3 separate regions of the Rattus norvegicus genome follow, and all the other regions are linked to region 2. A link is a contact called in public Hi-C data. All regions are on one chromosome and are shown on one strand. Each heading gives the region's core, a stretch centred on a gene start, on an enhancer-like site or on the middle of the called end of the contact. The rest is flanking DNA. Distances are from core to core; before and after follow the strand shown. Region 1 has its middle 21 kb from the start of Robo3. Region 2 holds the start of Siae (sialic acid acetylesterase). Region 3 holds the start of Ccdc15 (coiled-coil domain containing 15).

Region 1 (4,114 bases), core at 1,069-3,568, 150 kb after region 2:
CTCACAGATGCAGAATCACGGGATGCCTTAGGTACCTTGGCAGCAGATACAACGGCATTTTCAACTACCTACTCCCCCTGCTGCAATTTCCATCTAAGTACAGAAACAGCCGCCTTTTGCCCTGGCTCTGATTTGAGAATCCTCCACAGGCTTTAGCTCCGGGGAGGATTCTCATTAATGAGGCAAAGTCTGCCATCTGGTGGCGAGAAATAAAAAGCCATTTGCTCTCTCTCATCTAATGCTTATTTTAAATATTTTTTCAATCTTAATTTTTTATTTACTTTTGTTAACTCCAGCATTACTTGTGATAATTATGCCAAAGGCTCCTTACTGATGATAATAATGGGACCCTTTAGGGAATAATTGTCAGCAGATAGCTGAAACTCAATCTCTCTTTTTTTTTTTTTTTTTCTTTTCGGAGCTGGGGACCGAACCCAGGGCCTTGCGCTTCCTAGGTAAGCGCTCTACCACTGAGCTAAATCCCCAGCCCCCTTGAAACTCAATCTCTTAAGTCACCTTAAGAGTGTTTCAAACAGCCAGAAGCAGCAGATGGGGGACATTCATAAACAAACACTGAGTCACACTATAACCTGTATTAGTTGGTTTACAGGTAAAAACATGTAGACCACGCCCGTCCTGCTTCAGTGACTGATGGACAGGTTAGAAAAACCAATCAAGTAGTTCTTCCTTCCTTTGTCCCTTTGAAAGGCTGCTCAAGACTTTTTGGGTTATGTTTTTGGTTTGTTTGTGCTTTGAGACAGGATATCTCTAGTCCTACTGTTCTGGACCAGACTGACCTCAGACTTAGAGAGATCCTCCTGTCTCTGCCTCCTGAATGTAAGGGTTAAAGCATGGCTTGCTTTTATGGACAGGAGTGAATTATGAGTCCATTGAGAGGAGCGCCAGTCTCCAAATACACACACACACACACACATACACACACACATACAGAGAGAGAGAGAGAGAGAGAGAGACAGACAGACAGACAGACAGACAGACAGACAGACACGCACACACCAGAAGGTCTTCCAGACATTTGGTTTGGTTGTGGATCTCTGCCTGAGAATGAAGATACCCCAGCCTCTCCAGGACTGAGTACTTCCGCTTCCACCTATATCATCAGCCCCATTCGTCCTTTCCATCTAGACTAAGCTCTCACAGTGAGGATGCTATTGCAACAGCATTACCATAGTAGTCACTGGGCAAGCTCTTAGAAATGCAAATTGCCTGGCCGCTTCCCAGATGAAAAAGAATCGGAAACTGTGGGTGTTCAGATCTCCAAGTGATTTTGATGCAAACTGTATTTTGACCAGCGCAGAACTGGAGACTGAAGGGAGAGGAAGGGAAGGAGGCCCAGGAGCCCATCAGCCAGCCTAGTTACTTCCCCTGAGTGGCCGAGAAAACAAAACAGCCCCAGATGGAAAAACACAGGGTCGTCTTAGAAGGTTTTGCCAATTCCACTTGGCACCGTTGCTGTGAACATAACCTCCAAATTAGCCTTGGTGAGACAGGTTATGGTACTGTGATCTTTATACAGAAGTCAGAGACTCAGACGTCATTTCACGTTGCTTTAGAGAGAGAGACCTCTACGGTGTCCAGAATAAGTAACTGGGACTGTCCCCGTCCCAGTATCCTTTTCTCCATTCCTTCAAAACTCATGGAAGACTCACCTCCCTTCTTTATAGTGGAAGACTGGAAAGTGCCCCGAGATAGAATTGACTCCATCAAGTCCCAGGGGCAACCAAGCCCCTTGCTCTGTTGGATGGTTACAGTGCCACCCTAGTTAAACATGCAGTACCACAGCAATAAACTACAGCAAGTATTATTCCTTGTTATTTTTACTCTGCCCTCCTTGAACACCCCCACCCTATCCTTTATTTGTCTGTGCCTCCCTACTTGCGTTTCTAGCTCAGGACCAGGGTGGCAGACTGTCAGTCTCATCTGAAGAAACTACTCATTTTAGGAAGAAAGTAGTAACTGAATTCAGGCATTTCCCCTTTCCCTCCATGACTTCTCCCAGCAGTGAGGACACACAAAAAGCACAGGACAGATGCGGTGGGAGTGGGAGACAGGCTCCATATGTCCTAAGTCCGGGGTCACCTAGGTGTGGAGTCCGCAGGACTCAGCTGCTGACTAGAAGAGGGGCGTGGGCGCGGAGCGGAGCCCTCCCCCGCCGCCCCGAGCTGGGTGACTGACTGCCAGGCCGCATCTGCTCCAAATTTACGACGCCTCCTCCGGCCGCGGGCGTCCTCTCCACGGCCTCTTTACCAAGTGCTGCCCCAGCTGAGGCCCCTCCCCCGGGGAGGGGAAGGCCACGCCCGCGCTCGCCGGCCGGGGGCGGGGAGCAGGTGTGAAGCGAGGGGCGCAGCGGCGCGCGTGGTCACCCTCCACCGCGCCGCGGAGACCGGGCCTCGCCCCGGCGCGCACACAATGGCGTGGGGCCAGTTGCCTGGCGGCTCATTACTCCAGCCCGCCAGGGAGCGGCTGATGGTGAAAGTGGGAGCCAAAAGCGCTGCTACTCGGTCGCTGAGAAGATACCCGGGCTGAGGCGCGCAGGGATGATGGAGAGGTCTGCACCGGAGACCAACGGTCAACCGGAGGGGCGAGTCCCTGGCGGGGCGCTGGATGGCAGGGCTGGGGAGGGACCAATGCACAACTTTCGCTGTGCCCGGTATCCTCGATGGCCCATTGTGTGTCGCCGCGCGATGCCAGCCTACGTCTCACCGCCGCTCCCTCCGCGTGGGTGCAATTCATTCTCCCAGCCGCCCTGCCCTTTCTTCACTAAGTGAGCAGCCCTAGCCGCAGATGCGTGCCTAGCAAAGGGATTCTCCTTAAATAAAGGAGAAATGCAAAGAGGAAAGAGACTTTACGGAAATCATTCACACGGTGCTGCTCGGTCTCTCAACGTGCCTTTCGATGAGCGGTCTTTCCCTAGTTTCCCCTTTCCGCCCCAGACGCTCTCCCTCTCCAGTTTAACAGCCCCTTTCTAGCTGCTGGGTCCTGGGGTCCAGTCATACCTTCGTTTGTTTATTCTCCTAGGTAGTAGAAGCCTTTAGCCTCTGCAAGGATGAAGCCTGGCTACCTGTACTGTCCACCTTTAACACTTGGGTAAAGATCTTAGGGACAGGTTCTAGGTGGCGATACTTAACTCCCAAGGTCCTTATCGTGTAGTGTCCCATGCCCAGGAATTCAGGTGGCTTTATTTAACTATCCTCTCTAGAAAGTGATCTAAAAAATGGACTAAAAAAAAGGGTTTATGAGAGCGAGGTCTGGTAGCCAGGGTTTGAGTTCACTGGTGAGGTGGATTGGATGAAAGTCAACTTTGATCAGATCCAAATGTCACAGTCTGTCACAGCCCATGGACCAAATTCAGAGCACAGGCACGTTTGGGCCTATAAATGTATTCTATATACACTGTGCTGTCCAAACTATTGTCATGGATAACACAAACACACAAAGTTAGAACCCTCAGATGTCCAGCTCAGCACTTACACATCCAATATCTGTCAATATCAATATCAGTCCCAGCATCTGCTCATGGTTTTGGAGCAAATACCAGAAACCTTACAACTTCTTCTGTAAATATTTCAAGATAGTCCTTTTGAAAATAAGGACTAAAGAAATCTTTTAAATAGCATTAGTGGGCCAACGAGGTGGCTCTGTGGGAAAATATGCTTGCCACCAAACCTTATAGTCGATTTTGATTCGATCCCCAGACCCACAGAGTAGAAGGAGAAAACCATCCCTCCTCACAAGTTGTTCTCTAACTTCCGCGTATGAATTCTGATGCATGCGCAATCCTATACATACGCGCACACATAGAGATGGCAGTTAAAACGTTTTAAATAAAAATAAAGAACAATGGGATTAGCATATCTAAAATCACACTTCTTTATCACCAAATCTACAAATCTGATGATGGGTTATCTTTAGAAAGGATTCCAGCTCATGTGAAGAGGAAGTCATGGAAAGAGAGTCTCAATTTGCCCGCCTCCAATGAAACAATACACATACTCCACCACTGTTCCCAGCTGTCTTATTCCCTTCAGTGTTCAAACTTAGACCCAAATGAATATATACAGTGTGTTGTCTCTTTTAATCTGCTGTCCTCCCC
Region 2 (4,229 bases), core at 1,487-3,986:
GGCAGTCCCCTTAGGCTATTCTTAACAGGGAAGTAGAGCTAATGGGGGTCCCCTCACAAGCTTGGTGGCCTATTAATACTGCTCTTCAGGTAACAGGCTAACCCTAAGAATCCTCAGCTCTCTTTCTCACTCAGGAGCTAGTTCAATCAGGAAGCCTACATGACAATCAAAGATTATCCAGAAGGCTTAACAAGCTAAAGATGCATGTACCATGAGCAAACAACTCTAGGACCACAACATCCCAGAATTGCATAAGCAATTTGGCAGCCTGCTGGGGAAACCGGGAGGCATATGTGTGGGAGGGCCCTGTCTTGGGTAGATACAGAACAAAAGCTGAAAAGCAAATGCATAAATAAGAGCTAAGTAGAGAGAAGACTGGAGTTGGAAGGACAGAAGTGAGGAAAATATTGCTTACACAGGCAACAATGTTAAAGTCCATAGGATGGGGAATGCCTTTTCAAGCCAGTCAGTGTTTGCCAACATTCATTTATAGAACCTCTTTGTGAATGGATTTATGATGAGCGAAAAAAAAATCTTAGAGGTGGAAAATATCTTTATAATAATAGTATAGGGGTTGGGGATTTAGCTCAGTGGTAGAGCACTTGCCTAGCAAGCACAAGGTCCTGGGTTCGGTCCCCAGCTCCGAGAAAAAAAAAAAAAAAGAAAAGAAAAGAAAAGAAAAAAAATAACAGTATAATTATGTTACTTACTGATCAAGAGATATAATCTAACCACATTACCCGTCCAGGGACTAGGACACAAATAGATTAAGCAATTTTTAAGAATAATTAGAACAGCTATGAATTCAACAAATATCTCTTTATTGGTTCCTGATACTTTAACATTGAGACTGTAACACTGGAAGGAAAAATAATTCCAATAATAGATAGAAATTCTTGCTACCAAGGATCTTACAATCTACTAGGAGCTTACTTGTGTGACAGAGGGCTTAAGATACTGAAGACGGGCCTTGACTGGCCTCAGAAGGTAGTTTATGACAGAATTAGAATCCATGTCATCTAATTCCCAAGGTATTGCAATTTCCTTTTTGCTGCCGTTACATTGTGATAATAATGCAAAAAAAATTATATTCCCTATCCTGATGAAGCTCACATTCTACGTGGAAAAGACAAACATACTGAGGAACTGGACAATGAACAAAAGAACCGCACCTCAGAAACGCCAGGCATATACAAACGTGGTTATTTTAAGGTGTTGGATGTTTCCCTTCATTTTGTAACTTGAAGTGACAAACAAGAGTGAGTGCTGTGGAGAAGATACCATGATAAGTAGACTAACAAAAAATGTTAGGTTAGCAGTTACTTCTGAAGGGAACCCAGCAGACATACTAAGGAGGACTCTCCTGGCAGTCTTGATAAAAATCACAGTGTTACCATTCTCAAACTGGGTAGCGGAATTTATAGGTCCTTTCACTGTTAAAATGTAACAAAAATGTAGCAAAAGGAGAGAGTTAAAGGAAAGATGTTAGGATGTGCAAGAAAGAGCTAAGGGAGATGATCTGAAGCAAAAAATGAATGAATACTGCCAAGGTAATCAAGGAAGGTTACCTAATATGACCCAAAGGAAACAAAACAGTGATATTAAATTTGACAGCCCTTAAAAAGAAAATTAAGAAAACAGTGGCTCTACCTTCTCCCCACCTCCTGTGATAGGTCCCCAAAATCATAAGAGGATTGAGAGATGGGGACGATCAGTATAGGGTATTAGCTTTGAAATGGAAAACCCACTGACAGGCTGCTGTCTGGCTGGTGCTTGATTAGAACACAATCATGCCATTTCTTGTCATTTCCACCTTCATTTTAATTGCTGTGGTGATGGTAGCCCAAGTTCCTAGCATTCTAGCCAAGAGTTTTACCACCGAGCTATATTCACAACCCCTCAAATTTCATTTATTGACAGTCTTTGGGGTCTACTCTTTCAGTGATCCAAAGAAGAAAAGAGGTGGGTGGATCCAGCATTAACCCTTTACTTTGAATCAATAGATTCCTATCTTTTGGTAACTCCATGGGCAATGTCCAGCCCAGGTTAGTCAGATAACAAGTTGTGACCTGCACAATGGCCATGTGAATCAGCTCCCTCCCCAGTGTGATGAGTCTTACCCTCCACTAATATCTCTCAAGCTGCATCAAAAGTCAGAGCTGAACTTTAAATTATTCTGAGCTAGTGAGGGGGCTGTATTTCTTAGCCCTAATAACCACTTAAACTAGTAAAATGTAATTCCCTCAAGGCACCCATCCCGATAGAAGCCCTCCCCAAGGGCACCACTGAGGGGGCAGGTGTGGAAATATTTTGGATGACTCAGTCACCTGTTTCCAAATATTATCTAACTAGCTTCGCCCCCTTCTCTTTGAGCACTCCTAAAGGCTTCGGTCTGGGGACACTGGAGCCTGCCCCAGTGGGTAAACCGATGTCTTCTCTGCCTTCTATGCTGCAAGTGAAGTACCCCGCAAGGAAAAGGCAGTATAGCTGGGCCCAGCTGTACCCTGCGGCCAGGACTAGGTAGGGTAAGACCGGTTCTGACTCAAGGCCGACCTTTAAAGAGGACGCATGCCAAGATCCTGCAGAGGATCTGAAAGGCAAGCGTCCGCTAGAGTTGTGACACCTCACCTGCACCTCTGCTGACCCGCGCGATTATGAGCAGCAGCATTAGCCCAACAGGCCGGGGGGAAACCATGTTTGAGATGATCCTAATTTACCCGCTCTCAGGAAGAGCCCTCAGGCAGGAGGCGGGGATAAGGACAGAGGCGGGATCTTGCGTGGTGGGCGGGGCCTGGAAGGGTTACCCTAGCGGGCCCCACCCTCAAGCCTTCAGTGCGCGAAACCATCCGCTGTACGGCGCGGCACCGGGTGCTCCCCTCTCCTCCCGGCCGCCGTAGTTTAGAAAAAAAAAGAAAGGAAAAAAAAAGAAAAAACGGTTACCCAGCAACGAGATAAAACACTGGAACCATCCGCACCAGCTTGAAGAGAAAGAAGAGGTGAGGCAGTTTCCCCCACTCCCTCACCAATGTGGAGGCTTCGCCTTTTTCCTTCATGTCGTAGTCTCTCCCCATCCCCAACACTCCCGCAATTCCTGGACCAGATAGGGAGCCTGGCAAGCCCTTTCTGGGAGAACCTGGAACTCTAGGTCATCGACGTCCTGCCCACGGTTTGACCTGCCTTCCCCCTCGACCGTCCGTCCTCCCCCGCTTTTCACAACTCTCAAGATTCGATATCTAATCTCCTGTTTGTGCCCAAAAGAGAAAAAAGGGAAGAATCTCCACACGTTAGGCCTTGTTAAACCTTTAGACCTCCAGCCTCGACCCCAACCAGCGCCGCCTTTGAGCTTCTCGGGGTAACACAAACCCAGGCTCGAAGCTCTTTTGTCAGCCATGTTTAAACCAGTCCTCGAATAATAGAAGAAGGCCTGACAAGACCAGAAAAATAAGACTCCCCAAACTCCAAAAGCTGGCTCCCAAAACCACGACCTCCCTTTCTCAATCCCTTGTCGGAAAGCAGAGGCACTTGAAAACGTTGTAGGCCATAACTTCAGAAGTTGGGGCTGAAAAAAAGGTGAAACTATTCAACAAATTATAATAATTTCTAGAAGGACTAGTTTTTTTGTCTGTTTGTTTAGTTGTTTTTGGGTTCCGAGACAGAGTTTCTCTGCGTAGCCCCTGGCTGTCCTGGAACTCAACAAAGATCCACCTTCCCTTGCCCCCCAAGTGCTGGAATTGACAGTGTGCAGCACCGTGCCCCACCCCCACCCCCGCTAACCAGTTTGTTGTTTGTTTTTTTTTTTTAATTTTAGACTTTAAACAATGTAAAGGGGATTGATTATACTAGCTTCTCAGCAATCACTGTCTCTTCAATATTGTGGGCTAGCACAATCTACCCTCACCTTTTAAGGACAGAAAGACAAGTACTTAATATCTAGTGAAAATCATGGTTCTCTAGCTTTAAAAGTATGTATTTGTCCAATTTAATGGTTCTGCACTTATAGTACTATAATTCACCGAGCATGGAGCATGGTCTTTATCTACCAGGCTGGTTCGAATCCCAGCACTGGGGAGACAGAGGCAGATAAGATATATCTCTGAGTTAGAGGCCAGCCTGGTCTACATACTTCCAGAACAGCCAGAACTGTGTAGAGAGACTCTGTCAAAAAAAAGAAAGAAAGAAAGGAAGGAAGAAAGGAAGAAAGGAAGGAAGGAAGGAAGGAAGAAAGAAAG
Region 3 (4,287 bases), core at 1,263-3,762, 250 kb after region 2:
GATGGGTTTTTTTTTTCTTGCTATTCAGTGCTATTTCTAACCACCCGCTTGCTTTTTCTTATCATCCTTAATTTTAAACCTTGCATTACTGACTATACCATTTACTGCTTCCCACTTACATTCACTAACCAATCTCCAGATATTTTTTTTCTGAAATGCCTTAATGATTGTTGTCCCCGACAATGACTAGCCTGTTTGTCATATTTTTTCCAGTAATTTCAGACATCTCCTGGACAATTTGTCCAATGCTCCCATCTTTCATTTCGTTGAATACACAAGGTGTTTTGCCTGCATGCATATGTGTTCACCACGTTTGTGTCTGGTGCTCACAGAATTGAGAAGAGGGTGCCAGATACCCTGGAAGACCCATTTCCTTGTTTGCAGGGTTAGGCATCAGAGATTATGCCTTGGCTGCCATAACAAGTTGGCCTTGTCCACATGCATTTGATTAGCCAAGTAAAAGAGCCACATTAAACATGAAAAGCAGAAAATTGTTTACTCAATATGATCACAATGGCAGAGGAACAAAGAGGTTCATCCTCCAGGGATCCAAACATGAGGATAACGTTTAAACAGAAGTCATAATTAAGCAATCCTGGCTAAGGTGTGGTTATCGACTTATAATTGTTTCAGCTCCTGTCTCCTGCAAGGTGCTCTGATAAGTTACTGGCACTCTGGGACATCTCTTTCTTATTTCTAGGAAACAACTTTCCTATATGGCTGGCACCAGACTTCAGACTTTTCCTTCTCAAATCATGAGATTATTGGGGGGAAAGTCATAACGGGGCAATTTCTGTAACCTCTTTCCCCACTTATTCTTATTCCTAATTCTCAACACAGCATATGGGATGCCTTTTTAATTGTTACTCATTAGCTCACAGTTCTCTAATGGTGCTCCATCTCAACACATTATAGTGATAAACACACACTATGTGGCTTGTCATGCTCGTCTCAGAGTTTCCCCTTTCATCCTTTTCTAGTCATTCTAGCCTCCTTCACTTTTCTCAGTCAGTCAGTGGTCCCACATTAATGCTCACTCTCTACTGGGAACATTGTGTGTGTGTGTGTGTGTGTGTGTGTGTGTGTGTGTGTGTGTGTGTGTAGGTGCCTAGGGTGCTGGGATATGAACTTTGGTCTTCTGGAAGAGCAGGAAGCAGTCTTAACTATTTCTCCAGCTCCTACTTGGAATAGTCCTATACCTGGGTATGATATTTTATGCCTGCTATTCCAGCCCTCGGAATGCTAAGGCAGGAAGAACTGAACTACCTAGGAGATCCCATTAAAACCTGTCAAACAATCAACTAAATACCGAAATCCCTCCCTTGAAGAGTATAAAGGTTTGTTTCATGATCTTACATAGTCTTTGCTTAGTTAAAAAAAAGTTGACTAGCATGTAAGAAGCCCCGAGCTTAATTTCCAGGACTGAATAAAGTGAAATACAAACCAAACACATAGAACCACTTCAACTGTCTTACTGATGTCTTCTCTGGAAAGGTCCTATCAATGTCAATGTCTTGTAAATTCTCCAAACAAGGGATCTTTGTTCACTGGACCTGGAGTATCCAGAAAACATACTGATATGTAAAATGCTTGCAGTAATATATGTTGAAGTGAAACCTGGTGACACATGCTTGTAACACCAGTCATTGGATAGGCTAAGGCAGGAGGATTGCAAGTTCGAGGCCTGGGCTACATAGGGAATTCGAATCCAGCATGGGCACCTTAGTGAGACCTTAACTGAAAAGCAAAGATATTAAGGGGGCTAGGGTTTCCGCTGCCCCACTTGCTTAACGTGCCAGAGGTCCTAGGTTCAACCTCCAGCATCCACATACAACTCAAATGAATGAGTCTATGTCCTTTGGGTTTAATGAAAAGTTCCAAATAGTGTTTGGAGTAGAGATGGAGACCACTAAATAAGTTGTGATGGTCACACGCAAGAACATGTTGAGGGTAATCATGAAATAGCGTTGTAAACCTTAGGAGATGCCCAAAAACACAGTCTGGTTGATTGTTGGCTTGGTCTGTACCTCGAGGACCCACTGGCAGCATGTTCTAGCATGGGTCCTAGCACCCTTCGTGATGCTGCGACTCTTTAATACAGTTCCTTATGTTGTGGTGACCCTCAACCGTAAAATTCGGTTGCGACTTCATAACTGTACTTTTGCTCCTGCCATGAATTGTAATGTAAAATATCTCATCGCAGGATATCTGATATGCAACCCCAAAATAGGGTGGCGACCCTTAGATTGAGAACTGCTGTGCCTTTTCCCGAGATTTCCTCAAGACCGAACGCTTACTCGCCTGTTCATCATGTTAGACATCTCCCTATGAGATTTGAGACTACTACAGCGCCAGCATCCAAAGCTCGCTGGAAGTTTCATAAACTAGCTCTGGCCCTCCCAACCAAAGGACAGGAAGCGGACGTGACGTAACTCCCAACTCTCGGATCCCCGCCTTCCCAGCCCAGGATGCGTGACGAATGCGGAAGGGGCAGGGCAGGCCCGGTGTGTCAGTTTGCTGTTTGTCCTTTGCGAAGCAGCCCGCGGAGTTTGAGTGTGAGAAGGTCCGGATCGCGGCGGGCTCCAGGCTTCACAGGTTCCCTATCTAACTGCCCGAGTCTCACAGGCCCCTGCCCTCCTGCCCGGACTTCCGACGCCCTGCCTGTGCCCAGGCTTCTTAGGACCCCGGCTCCTGCCCGGGCCTCAGACACCCCTCCACCCCGCAGCAGTGAGCTGGCGCATTTCCACACCCGGTCATCTCTCAGACTCAAGTCCTGTCCCTAGCGCCCACCTATACCCACCTCTGGGCAGTTTTTCATCTCCCAAGTGAATCCTCCATTCTCTCGTTTCCATTCCTTCCAGAAAGTAATTTTTAAACCTTTTCCCCTCGTCTTTATTTCGTGTCCCTCTTTTTCTTTTCTCCTAACCAGAAGTCAATGCCAGGAGGTATGACCCCCCTCAAGAAGCCTCGGAATCCCACAAAACTGCCCCTGACTTTAAACCCCACGAAGAGCAAGGATGTTTTGGCAGTGCTGGCTGAGAGGAACCAGGCCATAGTACCAGTTGGGGCTTGGGTGGAACCTGCCTCACCAAATTGGTCGGGAATTCCAGCGCACGTGAGTGTCAGTTGACCCAGATACTGTGATCGCTGCCTGCCTTTTTTATTAGCCTTCTCTGATTTTTGGTGCTTAAAGCTGGGGGATGCTGTTTCCATTCTGTGACAGATTATATTCTTGCGTCAAAATTATACAATACTGATGTATTTTCCCAAACTTGCTTCATCTTTAGTTGACATAATCAAATATTACTTAGTTCTTACTGTATACCAGCAAGTAGACTAGTTTACTTCACAAACATGATTGTTTGCCGTGAAAGGCAAGATGTACTGTGTACATCTTTCCGACACTGTAACGACAGTTGGTCACTTTTTAAATGTTAATTAGTTGCTTGGGGTTTATAAGCTTTTAAATAAAGCACAATGAAGTAAGAAAAAACGAAAGAGGTTAATCCTGACAAACTCGGAGGAAGTTGTAAATTCCACAAGGTCAAGGAACGTCTTGTTCTTGTTTTGGGGTAAAGTAGGTCCTTCAGGATGTAGTTTTTGAATGAATCAGGAAATATGGTCTTTGCTGGCTATGAAAGAATGGAAATGCAGTAAATGCAGATAGGTAGAAGCATCTCAGATGAAGGGACGCCCTTTTCAAAAGTTTACACATGTAAATATTTGATTCTCTTGCTAACAGCTGAGAGTGGTTTTGCAATGTTTTTGTTTGGCTTTGTTTAGTATTTCAACGAACTGTTCCTTAGCTCTTTGTTCAAATTTTATCGTGCATAGGGAGCAAGTCACTGTTCCACACCCCTTGTTTTTAAATTGAATAATATTGCCTAATATACATAGTAATATATAGTATTTATGGAATGTTGGAAATATGTGATGTTCTTAGAATGTACAAGGTACTAAACCTGGGTGATTTTAGAGAAGCAACAAGACATTTAAATATCACACAAGGATCTGGAGGTGGCTTACAGGTAAAAAGACTTGTGTGCAAGCCTGATAGACTGAGGTTCTAGTCCTGGAGTCCAGGTGCACGATGGGTGGAGCAGTGTAAGCCCCACAGCCCTGTATTGAGACTCTGTCAGCAGCGTGTGGCCTGGAGTGAAGCAGCAGAGATCAGAGACCCTGTGTAGCTGGTCTCTGCTGCTATTCGGGTCCTGTTTTCTTTCACCCTTCTCCACCCCTTCTCTTCCTACCTTTCAACCCCGGGATACTAGATAATAACAACAACAA

The links. A called contact is a pair of places that touch in the nucleus more often than the background predicts.
Region 1: a contact with region 2 is called in a Hi-C map of liver, with 5 times the contacts expected there. The contact joins the enhancer-like site here to the promoter of Siae in region 2. A contact is called at or near these places in 11 of 12 Hi-C or Micro-C datasets (the A7r5 cell line, the Rat2 cell line, Schwann cells and 6 more).
Region 3: a contact with region 2 is called in a Hi-C map of the A7r5 cell line, with 4 times the contacts expected there. The contact joins the promoter of Ccdc15 here to the promoter of Siae in region 2. A contact is called at or near these places in 2 of 12 Hi-C or Micro-C datasets (the A7r5 cell line and Schwann cells).

Annotation. Positions count from the first base shown.
Region 1 is chr8:45,359,470-45,363,583 of GRCr8, reverse strand. No RefSeq gene overlaps it. Among named protein-coding and RNA genes, the nearest start is that of Robo3, 21 kb to the right of the region's middle. Within about 2 kb of position 2,318, at least 19 of the 93 cell types and tissues checked have an H3K27ac peak or open chromatin away from gene starts, as enhancers often do. A contact at or near this core is called in liver and prefrontal cortex, where this site is marked.
Region 2 is chr8:45,505,997-45,510,225 of GRCr8, reverse strand. It overlaps Siae (sialic acid acetylesterase), which reads right to left and starts at 2,736. Exons shown (of 10, transcript NM_001108759.1): 1 at 2,629-2,736. The coding sequence starts at 2,695. It overlaps Spa17 (sperm autoantigenic protein 17), which reads left to right and starts at 2,964. Exons shown (of 5, transcript NM_053482.2): 1 at 2,964-2,996.
Region 3 is chr8:45,255,793-45,260,079 of GRCr8, reverse strand. It overlaps Ccdc15 (coiled-coil domain containing 15), which reads left to right and starts at 2,512. Exons shown (of 14, transcript NM_001191912.1): 1 at 2,512-2,595; 2 at 2,930-3,115. The coding sequence starts at 2,936.